Regions from separate parts of the Mus musculus genome. Here all the other regions are linked to region 1. The links are chromatin contacts, called in public HiChIP or PLAC-seq and promoter capture Hi-C maps. All regions are on one chromosome and are shown on one strand. The core of a region is the stretch at or near the end of the contact, and the rest is flanking DNA. Distances in the headings are between cores, read along the strand shown. Region 1 overlaps Sptbn5 (spectrin beta, non-erythrocytic 5). Region 2 holds the start of Mapkbp1 (mitogen-activated protein kinase binding protein 1). Region 3 holds the start of Ehd4 (EH-domain containing 4).

Region 1 (3,968 bases), core at 300-2,799:
TACTTACATATAATACATAAATAAATAAATAAATAAATATTTTTTTAAAAAGTTAAATCTCAGTGGTAAAGTACATGCCCTCAGGTCAGTCCCAGGACCACCAGAAACTGGTGCGTCTAGTACAAGTCCTGTTCCTCCTCCTGTGCATCAGAATCAAGCTGGAGCACCGGAGGCTTGCAGAGGGACCACAGCTGTGGCTGTCACCATGGCCATCACCTGTTACAGCATGAGGGCCTTCAGGCACATAGCTGAGTGCCAGCCTAGATGTATATGACAGATGTATTTGACTGGACCTGGGGACTGGTGTTGGGTGTATGTGGGGGGGGGGGGAGGTATTCACATCCTCATCTAGATGCCCCAAGTACCCTACCCCAATTCTTAGAGATGCCCCAAGTACCCTACCCCAATTCTTAGAGATGCCCCAAGTACCCTACCCCAGTTCTTAGAGGGCCCAAAGCCCCTTGGCTTGGAGATAGGAAAGGCATAGCTGAGGTGGCTGAGCATGAAGCCAGGATCCACGTGAGGCTGAGCATGCCAAAGGAGAGCCTGCGTTCAGTCTGCCTAATCCCTTAGCCTTTATACTTCTTGCCATTGGCCTGCACATGCTGACACCTTGACCCTGTATCCCCCTGGAATCAGGAACAGAGACAAGACAGGATGGAGTCAGGATGGAGCTAAAGAGCAGAGGCACTGTCTCAGATGTCTCAGAGAGCAAGGAAAAGAAGTTTGAGAGTGAGGACTTGGGGAGCATCCAGGGGTGTGTGGTCACCCAGAGAGACTCTTGACTGGGGGATGGCCAGAGCAGTAATGGCATGTGGAGCTTCTGAGGGGTAGGTGTAGAAGGTGGGGAGATGGGGGGGGGGGAAGTGAGCCCCTGTGATAGCATGTTCCTGGAGTCTATGGGGGAAGAGAGCCTTGTCACCTTAGAGTGCTGGTGTGATGGCTTCCAGCTTTCTGAGGTGTGGGAGCCAGGGTCTCCCATGTGGGGGTCTCACAAGCCCACTCAACAGAGCGGGCCTTGAGTCCTGGCATCTTGGGATAAAGAGAAAAACCCATTCCACCAGTATCCCACTTGGATACAGTGTCCTTGCTCTCAGCTGGGAGCCTGACCTTGGGTTCTAGGCTGTAGAACCAGAGGGTAAGGTTCATGTTGCCCAAGACGGCTCCTTCCTAGAAGCTGTGTCCCTGGCTCAGGGACTAAGATGCATGCTGAGTCAGCCCTTGTCTGCCTTTCTACTCTGGTGCTACAGTGTGGGTGAGCGCTCAACACTTCCAAGCAGACTCCTTGAGAGCTCACTGCAGGGAGGTGGAAAAATCCAGGGTTCCTTTGGGATTCTGGAAAAAAGGTGGGAACAAGGGGAGGTGATGACAGTGAGGGAGGGAGCTAGGACCAAGGAACAGGGAGGAACCCCCCCACACACACCACTCCACAGAGAACCCAGCAGACTCGTGAGGCAGGCACAAATGGCAAAGGGTGTGTTCTGCACATTCTTTCTGCACATAGACCTGGGCGTGGCCACAGTCCAGACCAATCAAGACAGCATTTGGAGTTAACACAGCCTTTGAGTCCCAAAAGAAACAGAGCCCACACAGTCCCTGGCTAGAAGGGGTGGGGTGGAGGTAGGGAGTTGGTACAGACTCCAAAGGGGACAGGACAGGAAAATCTTTACCTCTGCTACTGATTATCTGTGTCTGGCGAGTTTTTAAGCCACTCAGAGTAGTAAGTTCATTGAGAAAAGCCGCAAGGCTCACTTTCTAGAGAGATGGGCTGTAAAAGCTCATAGCTCTGTAAGGTACAATAACACTGGGAACCTGGGCCCCAGCAGCCCCTCCTTCCTTCCCCTCCAGCCCACCTGCCATGCTACCCAAGGCTGGCTGCCAGCTTGCAGCCTGCTTTTCAGACAACACTGCAAACAGAACTCAGAGATGCTCAGCCTGCCTTCTAAGCTGACCTGTCATGCTGGACCTCTGCCTATAGCCCCAGCCAAGCTTGCTGTCGGGCCAGGCCTATAACCCTCACCTTGGGAAGAAAGTCTGCCTTCTGTCCTCCAGCCTCTCACATTCAGTCTCCTCAGGTACAAGGGGGGACACGTAAGCCAGTTCCTGGGGAGCAATGAGGTACAGGGATCACAGGGGCCCTTGGCTTTTCCCTATGGGAGCTATCTTCTATCCCCCTGAGATGCTTCTAATTGCCTGAGAGCTCTTACCCCAGTGCCACTTGGCACTTCTGCCTTCCTCATATCTGAGAATGGGCTCGAGGCTCCCCTTGCCAAGATCCCATGGCTGCTGGTTGGGAAGCTGGTTCTGGGCTGTGGGGAAGACAGGGAAAAGGGCCCCCAGGCCAGGCCTCAGACTCTTTCAGGAAAAGTACTGCTCACAGTTTTCACCGGGAAGAGGAAACAAGGGTGGGCTCAGACAGGACAACCGAGAGGTTGGAAGTTCTTGACCTGGCAACCAAAGCAGGTAGGGGTAAGCCCCTTCTCTTCCCCTTTCCTCTTCTGTGGGTAGAAACTATTGCCTTCTCTGAGACCACCCAGGAAGTTACACAGGAGTCTACCAGAAGCCACAGTGGCAGGCCTGGATGGTTGCTGAATATGGTTGCCTGCAGTTAGAGCTAGCACGCACCTGCCTCCCTTCTGTGGGGGGCTGCTGTTCCACAGATGCCTCCGTGACATGACCACCCTTTGCCTCCTGAAAATACAAGATGGGGGCCCAGATGTCAGAAGGGAGACACCCACTCCTCCTTCCTAGTGCCCCCCCAGCACTCCTGGCCCCTGGGCCTGCTCCAGAGTGTGGACCCTGGATACCTGTGCCCCTGTGACCTGGCTACATGCTCCAGGGAGATAATGGTAGTCCAACGAGGCTACCACGCTACAGTTCCTTCCTCTTAGCCAGATGTGCAGCTCACCCCTAGTGTTCAAACACGAGTCCTCCCGTCTTCTCTCCCACTCAGAGTGCTGGTCCCTTCTATGATCATGCTTCAGCTCTAAAGTAAATCATCCCTCCTCGTGCACCCACGGAACCCTGCATGGCAGGGTTGGTGGCTTTCCTAAAGGAGAAGCCTTGAGGAAGACTCCACAAGGCCTTGCTGCCCTAAGGAGCCCTAACTTGTAGATTGACCAACTGTCCCCCCCTATACCCCTCGTGCCTCTTCTCAGTATCCCCAGCCTCCCCTCCTCCAGCCCTTGAACCTCTGTCATCGTCTGAAGCTGAATGAATGTCTCCTCGTGGGCCACCAGCAGCTTTTCTAAGCCCTCGTGTCTGTAGAGCAGGCGTTCCACTTCCAACACCGAGTGCTGAGAGAAATGTGTTCTGTTCTGGGGTGCTGGCTCTCCTTTCCCCCCCCCCAGGCTTAGCCCCAAGGGTCAGGGAACCGAGAATATCAGGGTCTGCCTCCCCTTACCCCACAGCTGGGGTCCAGCAGCAGGCGCTCCCAGGAGGCCAGCCAAGCCTCAGCCAGCTCCAGCCTCTGCCGCAGCTGTTGCAGGCTCCGGGTCTGTTCCCAGCGTTGTCCACGCAGGGCCCAGGCTACCTGAAGCTCCTGCAGATGTCTTTCCAGCTCCTGCATACACTCTGCCACCTGTGGGAAGGGTGCCATGAAAGCCTGGGCAGAGCTCCCACCCACCAGGGCAGGCAGGAGAGCCGAGCCAACAAGGATCTCAGGCTGCCTCAACCTCCCTAGGGCTGCTAGCCCCTCTAGGAGTGGGGCTCCTCCCGTCCTCTGCTCAAACCTCTGGGGACAGGAAGTGGCCGTTGTCCAGCAGCTGCTGCCCTTCGTGCCGTATGGTCTGGGCTTGAAGGCAGCGTTCCTGAATCTCTTGCTCCAGCGCCTCATGCTGCTCAAGGAACTGCTTGGCCCCCACCACATCCCCAGCCTGCTTCTCCTTAGAAAGCAGCTCCTGCATCTCCTGAGCCCACGCTCTGCCAGGCAGGGAAAGAGAGCTACTAGCAGAGCTGGCAAGGCAGCT
Region 2 (4,285 bases), core at 1,729-4,228, 72 kb before region 1:
AGGCTAGCCAGAGCTTCATAGTGAAGCTAAGGTAGGTAGAATTATTGCCTATTTATGATGAAAGTGAGCTAAAATGCATCTTGGAAATAAAATTATTTTCCTATGTACAATTTTTAAAACTATAATTTTAGCATATTTTAAACTGCTTTACAGAGATGGTGTTAAATGACAGCTACGAAGATATGGGTTAGGAGGCTAAACCAAACAAGGTGGAAATTTTGAGACATCCTAAACTATTAAATTCTGTCACTATAAACTTATAAAATGGACTTCCCCCCCCCCCCCACCAATGGGAAATCGGCCTTGGAAGCATTGACTTGAAATCCATTTTGTTTCCAACTGCACTCATTGGTCTCAGCTGTCTCGCAGTGCCTTGCATGTATAGGTGCTCAATAAATATTTGAACTGATGAGCAAGTGTTTATTCTAACATGTTAGTTTCCCAGGATCTCTGCACCTTGTTTACCTAGGATGAATTTTAAAATCGAATCTAATAATTCTAAGCAAGACCACTATAGCATTTTTGAAGCATCTGGAATTTTTAGAATCTGATAAAAACCATGCATACTTGTTTGGACATACACAATCAGAATGCTGTGTTTGGTCAGCTGTGTTTGGAGAGCAGGATGATACATTTGGGAGTAAAGAGATTGCTTCTCTTCACATTGCACTTGGACACGTTTTGAGGAATCTATGAAGCACAACACTATTCCCATACTAGCATCTTTTTTTTTTTTTTTGACCTTAGCTTGAAAACACCCAATTTCAAGAGTTTTGTTCCCTCATTAAACTTTCTCAACTTCAATGAGTCTCACCTTTAGATATGGAAAGCAAGTGCTTAGAGTTGCCTGTGCAGATCAGACCAGATGAAAATATTTCAGGAATGAAGGTGTCTTTAAGGAGCTAAGCCATAATAGCTTTGGGCGAGAAAGGACGGACACTTTGCAAACCCATAAAAGTGAAACAGATTGCCCAAAGAAAATATGATAAACCCGGTCAGAGAAGAGCAGGACCTGTAGTACACAAATTAAAACACCAGGTGGTGGCATTTGTTAGCAATGTACAGCAGCTTTGTGAGTAGGTCAAATCGCAGATGATTAATGGTGCCGAGTTAATATAGTTAGAGGTGATCATTCTTGTCTTCGGGTCTAGGCGGTAAAATTGGAAGTACCATTTTAGTTTCCTAAAATCTATAATGTGTGGCTTTAGGCGTCCAGTTGCTGTTGACATTTGTATCCAATACGTAGCTATATAGTACACAGGTACCTTCCTGTTTGAACACAGATTGTGCAAGTACCACTAAACTTTTTTGTTTGTTTTTTGTTTTTTCGAGACAGGGTTTCTCTGTATATCCCTGGCTGTCCTGGAACTCACTTTGTAGACCAGGCTGGCCTCGAACTCAGAAATCCGCCTGCCTCTGCCTCCCAAGAGCTGGGATTAAAGGCATGTCCCACCACCGCCCGGCCACTAAACCATTTTTTAAGGATCCTTCCCTCTAACTACCATTTTCCTCAGCAGTTCCTACGGTCTGGAATGGGGGACATGTCAGTGTACTGTTCTAGTTGGGTACAGGCCTTTTGGCTTAAGCTAGCCTTTTCAGAAGGCAGTTTTATTTTATTTAAAGAAATTATGTGTTTGGGTGTTTTGCTTGGTGCCTATGATGGAGGCCAAAAGAGGGAGACAAATCCCTGGGAACTGTTGTGATATGCCATAAGGGTGCTGGTAAATTAAACCTGAGTCTTATGAAAAGAAGCCAGCGCTCTTAATCACCAATCCATCTGTCCAGCGCTCCCCAACCCCCAAGGTAATTTCTTGAAGTAGTAGCTAGATGAAAAATTCTAGCCAACTTACAAATCTATGAAGCATGAGTATGTGGTATTTCCCCTATCTCCATGAGCTAGAACAAAACAAAACAAACAAAACCTGATAGCAGCAAACTTTGACATCGGTGTCAGCCCTAGGGGTGTTTGCAATTTTTGAAAAGACAGAAAAGATCTGGAGTAGCAAAAATACTGTTAATGCTGTTAACAGTATTTCTTGTTAAATGCTATAAGGACGTTGGCAGCTAAGGAAATGATGGATTATATCATGGGTGCCTTTTCAGTTCACAACCTACCCTAAGGCTCTATTTTGAGGCTTGAGTCTTCCATCACTGATAGATTAAGTTCAAAAGTGTGTAAATTGAGTTACTCTGCGTGAGTCATTGTGTTAGGCTGGCCGGAATCAGAAACGATTCCAACTGCGTTAAATCCCAGCACTTGGAATGGAAAGGAGTTCTTTTGGCAGCATCCCAAACCCCCCCCCTCCTTTTTTTTTTTTTTTTTTTTTTTTTTTATGAGTTAGGAATTAAATTTCAGCCGTAATCTCCTAGGCCCACCAAATATCAATCTTAGGCCTGGAGGCGTGGTTATCAAAGTTCTCTAAGAGGACCATGCCTGATAATACCGTAAAAGGCCAGGTTCTCTCAATTCTAAAGCAATATTACATTGACCTTCCTTTAGGAGCGGTACCCACAATTATACTGTGCAGAATCCGAGACCTCTGCGTTCTTGGTTCATTCCTTGGTTCCGCCCCCATAGGCATCAGTCGTCCAATCGGGAACCAATCTGCCACAGACCGCACCCCCTTTACTAGGCCCCGCCCTCCCAGCGCAGCTCGGCCCAGGCTCTAGTTCGCGTTTTGAGCCGCTGGTGCCACCATAGCTACTGCTGCGGCTGCGGCAGCAGAGCTGAAGCCGTCGATCGCGATGCCGGAGGGCGCTGTGAGCTGGGCCCCAGCGAACGGGGGCGCTGACGAGTAGTAGGGTTTCTGAAGTAGGCAGTGGGTGTGGGGGGCTAAAACGGAGCTCCCAAGACTCGGGTGCGGGAGGGAGCTTCTCGCATCGGCTCGGGCCAGCGTGAGCCCGGCGGCCAGCTCGGTGCTTCGGCCCCTTGCCCAGTGGCTTCGGAGGCCTCCTCCCTTGGACACCTCAGTTACCATGGGAACACTTGGGCTGTAACCGGCGCCCGACTGGTCACTAGTTCATCCGATTCTTCAGTTAAACGCCTCTGGCAGGTGTGGGCCTGACATTTCTTCACTCCAGGGGTCGTCCTCCCCTTGTAAAAAAAAATCTAGCAGGCTAGGGTGGGGATGGGGAGTGGGAAAGCGCAGGGCAATGCCCAGAGTAAGAGTTGGTGACAAGCAGAAGACACCTACTGTGATGATAAGGTTGCTTCTGCCATCTCAGGCCAGTGAAAGTGCATATCCGAAGGCTGTGTTGAACGAGAAGGCAGTACCGCTGTTGAGACAAGTCCAAAGGCTAGGCCAGGGACTGTCCTTAGGGGCTCCTCGTTATGATGGCTGGAGAAGGGTCAACCATTACTAGCCGTATCAAGAACTTGCTGAGGTCTCCATCCATCAAATTACGCAGAAGTAAAGCAGGAAACCGGAGAGAGGACCTCAGCTCCAAGGTGAGTCCTGTTGGGAGCCACCTCTTACCTACTCTGTCCTCTCCTGCACTTCGTTCCTTTTTTTTACCTTTCTCTTTCTTGAGGGGCAGGAAGGGGGTGGAAGAATGAAATTTCTCTGTTGGCTTTAAAAGATCATATACGCTTATCTTTGACGACCTGATTTGAAGTTGGAAGAACAGCAGGCGTGGGTGGGCATGCTGAGACGCAGCCATGGCTTGAAGAAGGGCATAGGAAGGCAAACTGGGTTTAACAGGGCCTCAGTTTAAACTAAGTGTGTGCTTGGGAAACAAGTTGACATTTTATGACTCAGTTTCTCTTCTTAGAAGAGTACAGTGAGATCACATATTCTGTAAAGGACCTAGCTGTGACTAATGTATTAGTGTAACAGTTGGGGTTATAATGCCAGACTGTACAACAGAAAGAATATACTAATACACTTCATCTAAGAGAGCAAAACAATTTTTTGACAAGCTTAGTGATGCATGCCTGTAATCCCAGCACTAGGGAGTCAGAGGCAAGTTCAGCCTGGTCTATATAACAATTTCCAGGGGGAGCCAGGGCTACATAGTGATACCCTGTCATGTTCAAAGATGTAGAAGATTGGGCTGGCAAGATTGGACTGGTAGAGACCTTTGCCAACAAGCCTGATCTGATTTTGATTCCTCGGACCCACATGGTGGAAGGAGTAAACCAACTCCTGGAAGTAGTTCTCTGATCTCCACATGTGCATGCACATATGCAGGGGAAGAAATAAATGTAAAATGGTTTATCTCTTTAAGATACTTAAGTTGCTGGGCTAGAGCGATGGCTCAGTGGTTAAGAGCATTGGCTGCTCTA
Region 3 (3,821 bases), core at 1,088-3,587, 110 kb after region 1:
AAGCTCCCAGCTAAGGTGATTCCTCCCTGGGTTGCAGCTTCTACTGAGTTCCAGCTCTAAAAAGGGCTTAAGAAGTATAGCCATAAGCCAAGCGTGGTGGTGCACACCTTTAATCCCAGCACTCAGGAGGCAGAGGCAGGTGGCTTTCTGAGTTCCAGGCCAGTCTGGTCTACAAAGTGAGTTCCAGGACAGCCAGGGCTATACAGAGAAACCCTGTCTCGAAAAACCAAAAAAAAAAAAAAAAAAAAAAAGAAGTAGAGCCATGAGTCAAATCTCAGAACCTGCCTTTTAGCCCTCTCCCACAAAGCTTCTCAAAACTGAAGCACAGAAGAATGAGAATATAACAAAATAATATGAGGCGGGGAAAGAGGATTGCTCCACCTTCCTGAGAATTGCGTTGTACTCTCCTACCTGAGGCTTGTTTACGAGTCAGGCTACAGTCAGAGGAATGCACTGTCTTCAGGCTAGGTCAGTACAGAATCAAGAAAGGCTCCCTAATTATGCATAGGTACCGTGAGGCCCATGGCACGTACAGGAGGAAATGGTGGGACTGCTGTGTATCTGCCACCAGTACATTTTAAAATGCTATACTCTTATTGCTCTAAGCTTAAAAGTTCTCTCTTCACTCCTGTAATATTATCCTGATAATTCACAACTGCGACTACCAAGACCTTAATGTACCACCTGCTTGCCATTTATTTTGTTTTTGTTTCCTAGGTTTTGTTGCTGTTCTTATTGCTGTTGTTTTGAAGACGGTCTTTTGTTGTCTAGTCAGGGTTATCCTAGATTGCGTTATGTAGCCCAGGCTGGCCTGGAAGGCAAAATAACCATGATCCAGCTTCCCCAGTCCTTGGATTACAGGCAAGCACCATCTCAACTAGCCCTTTGCATCTGTCAGTTACTGTAATATTTCTAGGTTCATTTCTGAGTTAACATATTCAACACTGTTTTCAGCTAATTTAAAAGCATTACATGAAATAATTTCAACATTATTTTCCCCCTCTCTTCGTTCACATTTCAAACTACAGTGTATTGCCTTTGTTGAGTTCATTCACAGTGTATCTACAGGCCTGGATTTAACATATTTCTTGTAGTGACAACTTTTCTATTTTTTTGGAACTCTTTAGGTCACAGGAGGGGAAAAAAAGGAGGTCATACCTAAAAGAAATGGCATGTCCCCAAGACAGATGCAGTTTTCTGAACACCTGTTGAACATCAAATGATGATGAGTGTTCTAATTCCAAAACTCAGGATCCAGATCTTAAATGTTCAGTCACTTTGCTTCGTCTGATAAGGATTTGAACGTCGATTCTTCCCAAAGATAGGGAAATAGACGCCTCATTTAAAAAGCAGTCCGTTTCATTGTAAATTATTTCTCATCGAGTCACTCTAGAGGAAGCTGTGTGGTTGGAACTGCAGGGCAAGCCGGTTATTGCTTCCGGAGACAGAGTGACCGTGACAAATATTTTCAGTTTGTCAAGGGTGAAGAAATGGAAACTAGCAAACAGTAACCTGACACTCCCCTTCAGTCCACAGGCTGGTGAGGCAGCTACACTGTAGGCTAACTTCCTATAGACCATAAAGCTGGATGATAGCAGCCCCGCCGCTGTGGCGGAACGTGGCACCTAGGGCATGGCAATACTCCTACTGTGGCATTCACTCATTCATTCATTCGTTCGTTCGTTCATTCATTCTCACTGTGCTGGAAGGTTACCTCTCCACCTAGGAGCCGCATTCCTTCATTATCACTTTCAGCACTAGGTTGCACTAATGATGAGCCTTGCCTTCTCTCCCTTTCCTGCACTCCCAGGCCAGGGTGACAGGCTCAAGGAAGGCCTTGGCAACAGCAAGGAAGGGGCTCGCAGCGCGCTGGGGGCCGGTCTCAGGGGAGGGAGCCTTGGGAAACGGGACCCGGGAAGGCGACGGGCCACCAAGCTCGGAGTGTAACCTGAGGGCAGGCCGTGCGCTAGCGGAGGGGTAGCGAGCCGACGAGGCAAATTACCTGATGAACGTGGTCTTGCCCGTGCTGTACTGGCCCACCAGCAGGATCATGGGCTTGTTTTCGAAGTCGGCGTCCTCCAGCGCTGGCGAGTGAAACTCGTGGAAGCGGTACGCCTCCTCCAGCGGCAGCACCTTGCGCTGGTACAGAGAGCGCAGGCCGCCCGTCACCGTCTGCACCGCGTCCATGCCGCCCGAGCGCTCGCGCCCGCCAGCCTGCCGCCCCATCCAGCTGAACATGCTGCCGCCCCACAACTTGCCGCCGCCGCCGCCGCACTTCAGTAAGAACCCCAGAACCCGCGTCGCTCGCTCTCTGTGCCCGACAGTAGCTCTCGCCGCCGCCCGCTCCTGGGTCCGCCCCCTGCCGCAACGACCAATCATCAGCCGCTGCGTCACGGGCGCGCGCTCATTATTCAGCAGCGATCTCAGGTCCTTCCTCATTGGGCGTTTGCCAGCGACTGGGTGGAAGCTCTAGCCAATGGAAAGGCGATCCTTGAATTATTGATGACGGCATCGGTCTAGAGGGCTGATCCCGGAGAGGGTGTAGTCCAGGCGGGGTGACACAGGCGCGTCTACCCGGGTACATCCTTCTGGCCAGGTGGCGTTGGCTTCCGGGCAAGTCTGAGCTGGCAAGAATGAACCACCGGAGGCTGTCCTCCTGGAACTCGACTCATCCCAAGTCTCCGGACGTGGATACTGGGGACAGAAAACTCAGAAAGTTGACAGACAAGTTCCTTTTCCTGGGGCAGGTTATTGCCCTGTTTACTACTGTCGAAGATACTCAGGCTCACCGATATAATTGGCAAAAATTGGAGAGAAAATGGACTTCAATCTATTTGCGCAGACACTTCTGCCTCCATTCAACTCTGGATCAATTAAAGGCCTCTTTCTGCTAGACACTAGTAGAAATAATTGACCATCACCTGTGTATCCTAAGCGAGAAATAGTGTTAGCGCATTTTCAGTGTGGCCAATGAGGCCAGCTGCATAGGAATAACCCAAGAGGCTTGTTAAAATGCAGGTCTCTAGTTCTTGATACAGACCCACCAAATAAAATGTTGAGAGATGCAGCTCAACAAATGCCTGCAGATGATTCTTGTCTGCATAAAGTTTGGAGAAAGATTGTGTGGGAATGACTTCTTGAACTTGGTGGAAATGCAGAGCTGATTCAGCAAGTAGTTGTAAAATTGCATTTTAAAGATCGTTCAGGTGTTGCCAGTGCAGCAAGGGTGGTTTTGTTGTTGGTGGTGGTGGTGGTGGGGTTTGGTTTGGTTTGGGTTTTTTATTTATTTGTTTATTTTTATTTTATTTTATTTTATTTTACTTTTATTTTGATTTTTCAAGACAGGGTTTCTCTGTGTAGCCATGGCTGTCCTGGAACTCATCTGTAGACCAGGCTGGCCTCGAACTCAGAAATCGGCCTGCCTGTGCCTGTGCCTCTGCCTCTGCCTCTCTGCCTCTCTGCCTCTCTGCCTCTCTGTCTCTCTCTGCCTCTCTGTCTTTCTCTGCCTCTCTGTCTCTCTCTGCCTCTCTGTCTCTCTCTGCCTCTCTCTCTCTGCCTCTCTCTCTCTCTCTGCCTCTCTGTCTCTCTCTGCCTCTCTCTCTCTCTGCCTCTCTCTCTCTGCCTCTCTCTCTGCCCCTCTCTCTCTCTCTCTGCCCCTCTCTCTCTGCCCCTCTCTCTCTGTCTCTCTCTCTCTCTGCCTCTCTGCTTCTCTGCCTCTCTGCCTCTCTGCCTCTCTGCCTCTCTGCCTCTCTGCCTCTGCCTCTCTGCCTCTGCCTCCCAAGTGCTGGGATTAAAGGCATGCACCGCCACTGCAGGGCATC

The links. Promoter capture Hi-C pulls out the DNA fragments that hold promoters and counts their contacts. HiChIP or PLAC-seq counts read pairs in DNA pulled down with a chosen protein or histone mark.
Region 2: a contact with region 1 is called in a promoter capture Hi-C map of embryonic stem cells, with 12 read pairs. The contact joins the promoter of Mapkbp1 here to the enhancer-like site in region 1. A contact is called at or near these places in 9 of 39 promoter capture datasets (the 3T3-L1 cell line, 3T3-L1-derived adipocytes, HPC-7-derived erythroid cells and 5 more), 4 of 15 datasets of contacts at CTCF or cohesin (CD8 T cells, the NIH/3T3 cell line, large pre-B cells and 1 more), 10 of 484 Hi-C or Micro-C datasets (the 63-12 cell line, the C2C12 cell line, the G1E-ER4 cell line and 7 more), 7 of 115 datasets of contacts at active chromatin or transcription factors (bone marrow-derived macrophages, embryonic limb bud, embryonic stem cells and 2 more) and 4 of 9 other capture datasets (adipose tissue, embryonic stem cells, liver and 1 more).
Region 3: an H3K27ac HiChIP or PLAC-seq map of embryonic stem cells shows a contact between it and region 1, with 5 times the contacts expected there. The contact joins the promoter of Ehd4 here to the enhancer-like site in region 1. A contact is called at or near these places in 3 of 39 promoter capture datasets (3T3-L1-derived adipocytes, erythroid cells and macrophages), 2 of 15 datasets of contacts at CTCF or cohesin (large pre-B cells and pro-B cells), 12 of 484 Hi-C or Micro-C datasets (the AML12 cell line, B cells, CD4 T cells and 8 more), 8 of 115 datasets of contacts at active chromatin or transcription factors (the 230-238 cell line, bone marrow-derived macrophages, embryonic stem cells and 3 more) and 4 of 9 other capture datasets (adipose tissue, liver, macrophages and 1 more).

What each region holds. Positions count from the first base shown.
Region 1 is chr2:120,042,977-120,046,944 of GRCm38.p6, forward strand. It overlaps Sptbn5 (spectrin beta, non-erythrocytic 5), which reads right to left. Exons shown (of 67, transcript NM_001370938.1): 61 at 3,732-3,921; 62 at 3,404-3,580; 63 at 3,192-3,296; 64 at 2,626-2,691; 65 at 2,208-2,309; 66 at 2,021-2,103. Pla2g4b (phospholipase A2, group IVB (cytosolic)) reads left to right here. Exons shown (of 20, transcript NM_145378.4): 20 at 1-57. Gm28042 (predicted gene, 28042) reads left to right here. Exons shown (of 27, transcript NR_104353.1): 27 at 1-57. Among named protein-coding and RNA genes, the nearest start is that of Gm52559, 5.6 kb to the right of the region's middle. Within about 2 kb of position 1,550, at least 59 of the 459 cell types and tissues checked have an H3K27ac peak or open chromatin away from gene starts, as enhancers often do. A contact at or near this core is called in the SN4741 cell line, embryonic fibroblasts, embryonic limb bud and 3 more, where this site is marked.
Region 2 is chr2:119,969,721-119,974,005 of GRCm38.p6, forward strand. Mapkbp1 (mitogen-activated protein kinase binding protein 1) reads left to right here and starts at 2,979. Exons shown (of 30, transcript NM_011941.3): 1 at 2,979-3,448. The coding sequence starts at 3,332. It also overlaps a transcript of Mga not described here.
Region 3 is chr2:120,152,238-120,156,058 of GRCm38.p6, forward strand. Ehd4 (EH-domain containing 4) reads right to left here and starts at 2,338. Exons shown (of 6, transcript NM_133838.4): 1 at 2,003-2,338. The coding sequence starts at 2,238.